2 separate regions of the Mus musculus genome follow, and region 2 is linked to region 1. A link is a contact called in public HiChIP or PLAC-seq data. All regions are on one chromosome and are shown on one strand. Each heading gives the region's core, a stretch centred on a gene start, on an enhancer-like site or on the middle of the called end of the contact. The rest is flanking DNA. Distances are from core to core; before and after follow the strand shown. Region 1 holds the start of AI606473 (expressed sequence AI606473). Region 2 has its middle 94 kb from the start of AI606473.

Region 1 (3,710 bases), core at 472-2,971:
GCCTCGGTCGGTCGCCAGGACAGGGAACGCACTTACCACGGGGTAGCCCCTGGAGCGCGCTGGACACAGGCAATTATGCTGCTGGTGAGTTCGCAGTCCCGCCGGGCGCCGGGAGCAGGGCGGACGCCAGACCAGCCCTTTAGACTCCAGTCTGACGTCCTCCTTCTCTAAGCCCGGAAGCCTCTAAAAAAGAATCATTTCCTCCACTTATGCAGAGATAGGAGCTCTCAGATCAAGATTAGTATGTTGAAAACCTGATTGAGAGCAGCCTGATTAGGCGAGGGTGGGTGGAAAGGCGGCGTACACGACGGCGCCCCCTCCCTATGTCCCCCAAAAGCTCTAGCGCGCTGGGCTCTCCAGATGACCGGCACAGACCATTCTCGCTAGCAGGCAAAGGGAACTTCAGAGTTACGTTGCAATACTTAGCACAAAAGACTGTAAGTAATTCTCCAAGCTAGACTCTAGTTTTAGTTCCTCATCCAGGGAGTCGGTCCAACGCCCGACCTGCTGGAGCCAGCATTCCGCACCAGTCTCTCTCTCTCTCTCTCTCTCTCTCTCTCTCTCTCTCTCTCTCTCTCTCTCTCTCTCTCATCTCTGATCAGAATCGTATGGAAAATACTTTATTATGTGGATTCCCTCACCCACTCCTGATTTTCGCTTTTGACGAAAATCAGCAGCAGAAGCCACAGAAGCAGCAGCAGCAACAACAACCACTATTTAGCTTTTCGGGCAGTCGGTCCAAACCTCCACCGTTCTATGCTTTACCAGAATACAGTCGATTCTTAAATCTCAGGTCCCTCATACTCCACGCTAAATTTAATGGAGATCTCCTGATGGGCATCGGCCAGAGGGTGCTAATATGAAAGTGTATGTAATGGCTGAAAAGGAGAGCCGAGATGGCGTATGTTCAAACGTCCTCTGTGTTTAAGGAGGAAAGGGGCAATCAAAGAAAACCTTTAATCCCTGCCCACCCCAATGCTCATTTTGTCCAGAGAAAGTGTGGTCAGCATTAGTTGCTGCTGGCCCCTCCACTACCCCTGATGGCTGGTCTGGGTTCTTCTTCTCCCGCTAAAATAAGACAAGGGAGTAAGATTGCTCTTCCTTGTGTTTCACTACATATATTTCTGTCTAACTAAGGTAACAAAAGCATGGTTTTGTTATAAGGCTTGAGAAACTGACTCCAGGATGTTCTTATATCACTTAAATTCCAAACGTTTCTCTTTTGCTTATCTAAAGGGACAAATAAATAAAAGTAATTAAAAAATAACTTCTTACAAAATTTTTCTTCTATAAACAAAGTGAGACCTCATAAACAAACAAACAAAAAACCTCACACTTTCCAATTCAGATAAAAATTATCTCTACCCTACTCACATTCAAACGTTCACACTTAAGCACGGGAATGTGGAGTGCGCAGCAGTCTATCTATGGCATACCGTTTGTCTAGAATTAAAGAAAATAAAAAAATCGTAACATACTTTCGTTTTTCTTGTATCCTTGATTTCAAATCTAGTCGCGAATCAAATCTAGTCCTTCGTTTGTCCCTTCATTATCTTAACGGGAAAACCTTTCGAAAATGTAGAGAGAACCATTGGTGCGCATTTAGGGAGACCTAAGACTTGGGAATCCAGAAGACCTCCGCTTTCCCTCCGTGAGCCGCTGAAAGAGCTGTAACCCGAATCTTTGTTTAGGTTTTGGCTGGGGAGCGAGAATTTAAAGACAACTCAGAGGCAGAAAGCTTATTCTTAAAAAGAAAAAAAAAAGGCAAGTTAACGGACATCCGCAATTCCCCCCCACCTTTAACACTGAACTCAGAGTAAGTTGTCTGGTGCAGATAAAGATCTTAACATGTAGAGAAGGCGGGTTTTTCATAAGGAGGTGAGGCTGTCCCTTCAGGAAAAGACTTTTCCCCCACACCCCCTCCTCTCTGCGAGGTTCCACCCTCTGGAAAACACAACTTTCCCTCTTTTCCTGGAGGGACAGGCCTTAGTGTGGCTGAGAGAGGAAGAACAGTGGGTCAGAGAGTGGTTACGGTCACTGTGGCCTTTTTGGAACAAGACACACTGGTGGCATCGCTGTTCTGCCTGTTAGCTTTCCTTGGCCTTTGGGGGCGGAGGAGGGGACACTGCGGACACCCACAGCCTCTGACCCTCTGGAGCTGGTATGTGACGAGCAGCGCCTGCGGGGCCATGTATTGGAAGAGCGATCAGATGTTTGTGTGTAAGCTGGAGGGAAAGGAAGTGCCGGAGCTGGCGGTTCCCCGCGAGAAGGTAAGCGAGCCTACACCGGGCGGGATCTGTTGAATAGGAGTTTCCTTGAGAGAAGAGAGTTGTCCGGCCCCTAAACCAGGCTGGGAAACTACCTGTCACTGCCTCGTCTCCAGACCTGACAATTTTTTTTATTACGTAGTAGCGTTAGGTAGTAATCACTCCGTCCCCTCCCCACGGGCTCACTTAACCTAAGGCATGGACACTCTAATTTGGGAGACGAAACCTGGAGCCTAAGACGCTCACGGGGCAACGTGAGTCCTGCTTGTATTCTACGTGACGGGCTGTTCGCGGCAGTCTGGGGCAGGGGCCGGGGGTCTAGGTGTTTGTCTCAGGGCACCAGATACCAATGGCTGCGCTCTGCTGAACGCTGGCTCTTGCCACGGATAAGGTGAATGTGGGGCTTGAGACCCGGCGGCGACAGACCTGGGGACTTGAGTCTTCCAGGGCCCGCCCGCTCTTAGAAAGGGACAAAAGAACGATTTCGTTGGAAATACCAAAAGGGCAAATTTCGCAGTACGAGGCGAGCCTAACGGGGAGACCTGGCAAGCTGTCACCTACTCCGGAGGCAAGACCCGTGGGTGCTCGCATTTTATGGTGGAACTCGGTTCCTAAACTGTTGGAGAGCAGGGCCGGGGTGGGGGTATCGGCTGGACATGGGCAGAGTAGTGCTGGCTTCGTGTTTGTCTGACGGTTGCGGGTAGCGTTTCTGTCTGGATGCTTTCTGTCCACGAAGACGCGCCCGGGAGCAGCTGCGCCGGGGCTACCCAGGCGTGCGGCCGCTGGCTCACCTGGAGCTTTCGGAAGACAGAGGAAAAGGAGACAAAGGGACGCAAAAGCGAGGGGTGTGGGCTGCTGGAATCCGCGGACCCACTCGCCCTAAACTAGACTTCTCAGAGAGATTGCATTCGTTTATAGAACAAAACTGAAAGTGCAGCCAGGGATTGGGGACACTTGAGCGACGCGTCCGCGTGCTCTAAAATATTCTGACCCGCATTGGGTGAGTTTTTTTTTTTTTTTAATGGAACAAATTAAATTCAGCTGGATATTTCCATTATTCGGCCCGCTTTTGCACTGGTTAAAACTAATCCTTTAGTAGCTAAAATGTTGACTTACTGAGCACTAAGTGGCAATTCACACCTTAAAGAAACCAGTGTAAATCGCTTACGGTTCTAATTGCTTCAAGTTTACCAAAGAGCTGCTGGCTCCGTTTAATCTGAAGCATTTTCATTCAAATTGTCGGAACAAACACCAGGCTTCTTAAATCCCACTGTAATTAGCTTTCAAGTATCCGATTAAACCTCTTCACCTTTTGGGCTATCCTATTCAAAAAGCCCCCCCTTTAAAAAATATATGTGTGTCTTGCTCTTTTAATTGAGGTTATTAAAGAAATCAAGTTTCTCTCCCCACCCCCTCCTCAGTCATCTTTTCTTCTCTCTCACT
Region 2 (3,710 bases), core at 581-3,080, 94 kb before region 1:
AGATGGCAAAACTGCACCTTGAGAATTTTACACACAAAACCACCAAAAGTATATTTTGTTGAGAAATCCTGACTCAAGATCAGAGTCTAGAAACATCTATGAGGAAGTCTTATTTATTATTACAAGTACAAAATAAGGAAAAGATTATTTTGGATCAGAATAATTACTGCTGGGTTTGAAGTAGGATGAGACTCGAGGGATACCTCCAAAGGACAGCATCATGTGTGTGATGTATGTATGTCTGTAGGTATGTAAGTATGTACATATGTACATATGTGTATATATGCATGTGTGTCTGCATATGGAGGTCAGAGGCGGTTGGGCGTCTTTGCCAAAGACTTTCTGCCTTGTTTTCATAAAGCTCTGTTGACTTTTACTTTATTGTATGTGTCTGCTTGGCCTGCATCTCTGTGCATCACGTGCATGCCTGGTGCCTGTGGAGGCCGGAAGAGGGTGTTGGAGTCCATGGAACTGGAGTTACAGATAAGTGTAACTGACATGTGGGTACTAGAGACTTAACCAGGGTCCTCTGCCAGAATAGCACGTGTCCTTGGTTGCTAACTATCTCTACAGCCATTCCATCTTATTGAGGCAGTAGCTTGTAGATTCAGCCTCACGGGCTGTCCAGTGACTCACTGGGATCTATCTGTTTCTGCCTCCTCGGAACAGGGATTACAGACGATGGACCATCTCTGCCGAACTCTAGATGGTGGTGTTAGATGTGAAGATGCATCTGGACAAGGAACCACAGTCTCAAATTATTTAAGAGTCATTCACATCTATAGAATTATAGAAAATGTGAGATTGCAGAAAAACTAAGAGACCACAGAACACTCATCACCAGATACACTGCCATGTGGGGACAAGAAAGAAAACACAAGTGAAAAGAAGAAAAATGTAAAGTTGAAGGATATATTAAAGAGGAAAACAGCAAATCACAAATCCCCCTTTATATGGTTGTGTCAAGCTTGTGCACAGAGTCGAAGAGGAGATGAAGGAATGAGAGAAGGTTAGCCCAACACAGCAACAGGAGACACATGCAAGGTTATGCTGGTGCCCAAAGAGAGACAAATAAGTCCTTGTCTTAGAGGATGTGTAGGAGACCCTTCCTGAAGAAGGTGATTTCTAACCTGCTTTTCCTCACATGCTTATTGACAGGAAGGACCCTGGAAAACCTAAAGACCAGAGCTTGCTAAAAGACAGGGCCAGGAGGGAGAAGAGAGGCTCAGAACACAAGTGAGATTCCATTCTGTCTGCTGCAATCTTACAGTGAGAAAGAGCCTTAGAGGCATCAATCCGGGGCTGATAAGGTGGCTCCGTGGGTGAGGCCACCTGCTTCCAAGACTGACAACATCAGTTAAATCCCCAGGACTCTCGTGGCTGGAGAAGATAGCCAACTCCCAAAGTTGTCCTCTGACCTCTGGAAGTACCTGTTGTGTCCGTGTCCGTGTGTGTGTGTGTGTGTGTGTGTCCGTGTCCATGTCCGTGTCCGTGTGTGTGTGTGTGTGTGTGTACACAATAAATAAATAAGTAAACAAACAAACAAACAACATGAGATTTTTAAAACTGTATTTTTTAAAAAGTAGCTTTACAATGTTAAAAGACACCCAGACATAGTCGTCTTGTAGACAACAGTGTTCCTCATTCCTTGGGACAGGCAGAGCCTTTCCTTTCTTACTGTCACCTACTGAGAACTCCCTGGGTTTCCTGCAAAGTTATGCTGGGTAACACTGAGGGGGAACAGCAGATCACTGCCTTTGCTGCTGCCCATGACTGTTGCCTTCAGATCACTCTACACACCCCGGCCCTGTATACACTCCTTACCGTTAAGCCACAAAGAGCACAACCCCCCCCTACCCCCCAACTTGGGTTGTGAGCCAGACACAGGAGCAAAGGAGGCTGCGCCTGTCAATCTTTTCATCTCTGAGATACCTATCTCATTAAAATCCAGGCTTCTTTGATGATCACACAGGCTGAGTGAAAACATGCCCTCGGTACTTGGAGGGGATAATTATAAAGAATGGTTTCTATTTTGTCTGTAAACTTCTTTTTTGAATATGCAAAATATTTTTATTAAAATCTTGCCATTAATAACATCGATTTTAAGCATAGTCTTTAATGACGTTAGAAAAAGGCATGCTGGTGTGAAGAAAACTGAGCAAATGGGTAAAATGATAGTCAACTTTAAACAGATCCAAACCAAATTAAATAGGTAAAATGATGGTCAAATCTAAACATATCCAAACTGAATTAAATTCAAAGTTTGTTTTCTTTCTTTCTTTCTCTTTTCTCTGAATTGGCTAAGCATTTCTGTTTAATTTTTTGTTGTTGTTGTTCCCTAAAAATCTAAATATGTTCTACTGGCAGTTTCCCCAGCTCAGAAATGTGTGGCTGCAGTAGGTGTATTGATGCTTTTCACCTTCATTTGTGGATGGTGCAGATCCATCCCCGGAAAGCAAAAAAGAAACTTGCCCTCCAATTGATTGACAGCTGCCTTTCCAAGCTGAAAATACAAACATCTACCTTTCATTCATCCTGAGCTATTATAGGAAAACCACTCATCCTCCAATACAAGGAACCTTTAGTTCTGCCTATTTCTAAAAGAGAAACAATCAAAAAGTATTCCTGTTTCCAGAAGCTCTTTCACAATCTAGTGGGTTAAAGGGCGTCCAAGAGCAGCGATGGAGAACCCTGGCTCACTGTATGGAGAACCCTGGCTCACTGTATGGAGAACCCTGGCTCACTGTATGGAGAACCCTGGCTCTGTATGGAGAACCCTGGCTCACTGTATGGAGAACCCTGTATCACTGTATGGAGAACCCTGACTCACTGTATGGAGAACCCTGGCTCACTGTATGGAGAACCCTGGCTCACTGTATGGAGAACCCTGTATCACTGTATAGAGAACCCTGTATCACTGTATGGAGAACCCTGACTCACTGTATGGAGAACCCTGGCTCACTGTATGGAGAACCCTGGCTCACTGTATGGAGAACCCTGTATCACTGTATGGAGAACCCTGTATCACTGTATGGAGAACCCTGGCTCACTGTATGGAGAACCCTGGCTTACTGTATGGAGAACCCTGACTCACTGTATGGAGAACCCTGACTCACTGTATGGAGAACCCTGTATCACTGTATGGAGAACCCTGTATCACTGTATGGAGAACCCTGTATCACTGTATGGAGAACCCTGTATCACTGTATGGAGAACCCTGTATCACTGTATGGAGAACCTGGCTCACTGTATGGAGAATCCTGGCTCACTGTATGGAGAACCCTGGCTCACTGTATGGAGAACCCTGTATCACTGTATGGAGAACCTGGCTCACTGTATGGATAACCCTGGCTCACTGTATGGAGAACCCTGTATCACTGTATAGAGAACCTGGCTCACTGTATGGAGAACCCTGGCTCACTGTATGGAGAACCCTGACTCACTGTATGGAGAACCCTGGCTCACTGTATGGAGAACCCTGTATCACTGTATGGAGAACCTGGCTCACTGTATGGAGAACCCTGGCTCACTGTATGGAGAACCCTGGCTCACTGTATGGAGAACCCTGACTCACTGTATGGAGAACCCTGTCTCACTGTATGGAGAACCCTGACTCACTGTATGGAGAACCCTGTATCACTGTATGGAGAACCCTGTATCACTGTATGGAGAACCCTGTATCACTGTATGGAGAACCCTGTATCACTGTA

The links. HiChIP or PLAC-seq counts read pairs in DNA pulled down with a chosen protein or histone mark.
Region 2: an H3K4me3 HiChIP or PLAC-seq map of the SCID.adh cell line shows a contact between it and region 1, with 10 read pairs. The contact joins the enhancer-like site here to the promoter of AI606473 in region 1. A contact is called at or near these places in 3 of 39 promoter capture datasets (3T3-L1-derived adipocytes, frontonasal cranial neural crest and trophoblast stem cells), 1 of 115 datasets of contacts at active chromatin or transcription factors (the SCID.adh cell line) and 3 of 9 other capture datasets (adipose tissue, embryonic stem cells and liver).

The regions. Positions count from the first base shown.
Region 1 is chr3:154,328,832-154,332,541 of GRCm38.p6, reverse strand. It overlaps AI606473 (expressed sequence AI606473), which reads right to left and starts at 1,721. Exons shown (of 3, transcript NR_040387.1): 1 at 1,479-1,721; 2 at 37-183. It overlaps Lhx8 (LIM homeobox protein 8), which reads left to right and starts at 1,982. Exons shown (of 9, transcript NM_010713.2): 1 at 1,982-2,270. The coding sequence starts at 2,190.
Region 2 is chr3:154,422,886-154,426,595 of GRCm38.p6, reverse strand. No RefSeq gene overlaps it. Among named protein-coding and RNA genes, the nearest start is that of AI606473, 94 kb to the right of the region's middle. Within about 2 kb of position 1,830, at least 3 of the 459 cell types and tissues checked have an H3K27ac peak or open chromatin away from gene starts, as enhancers often do. A contact at or near this core is called in the SCID.adh cell line, where this site is marked.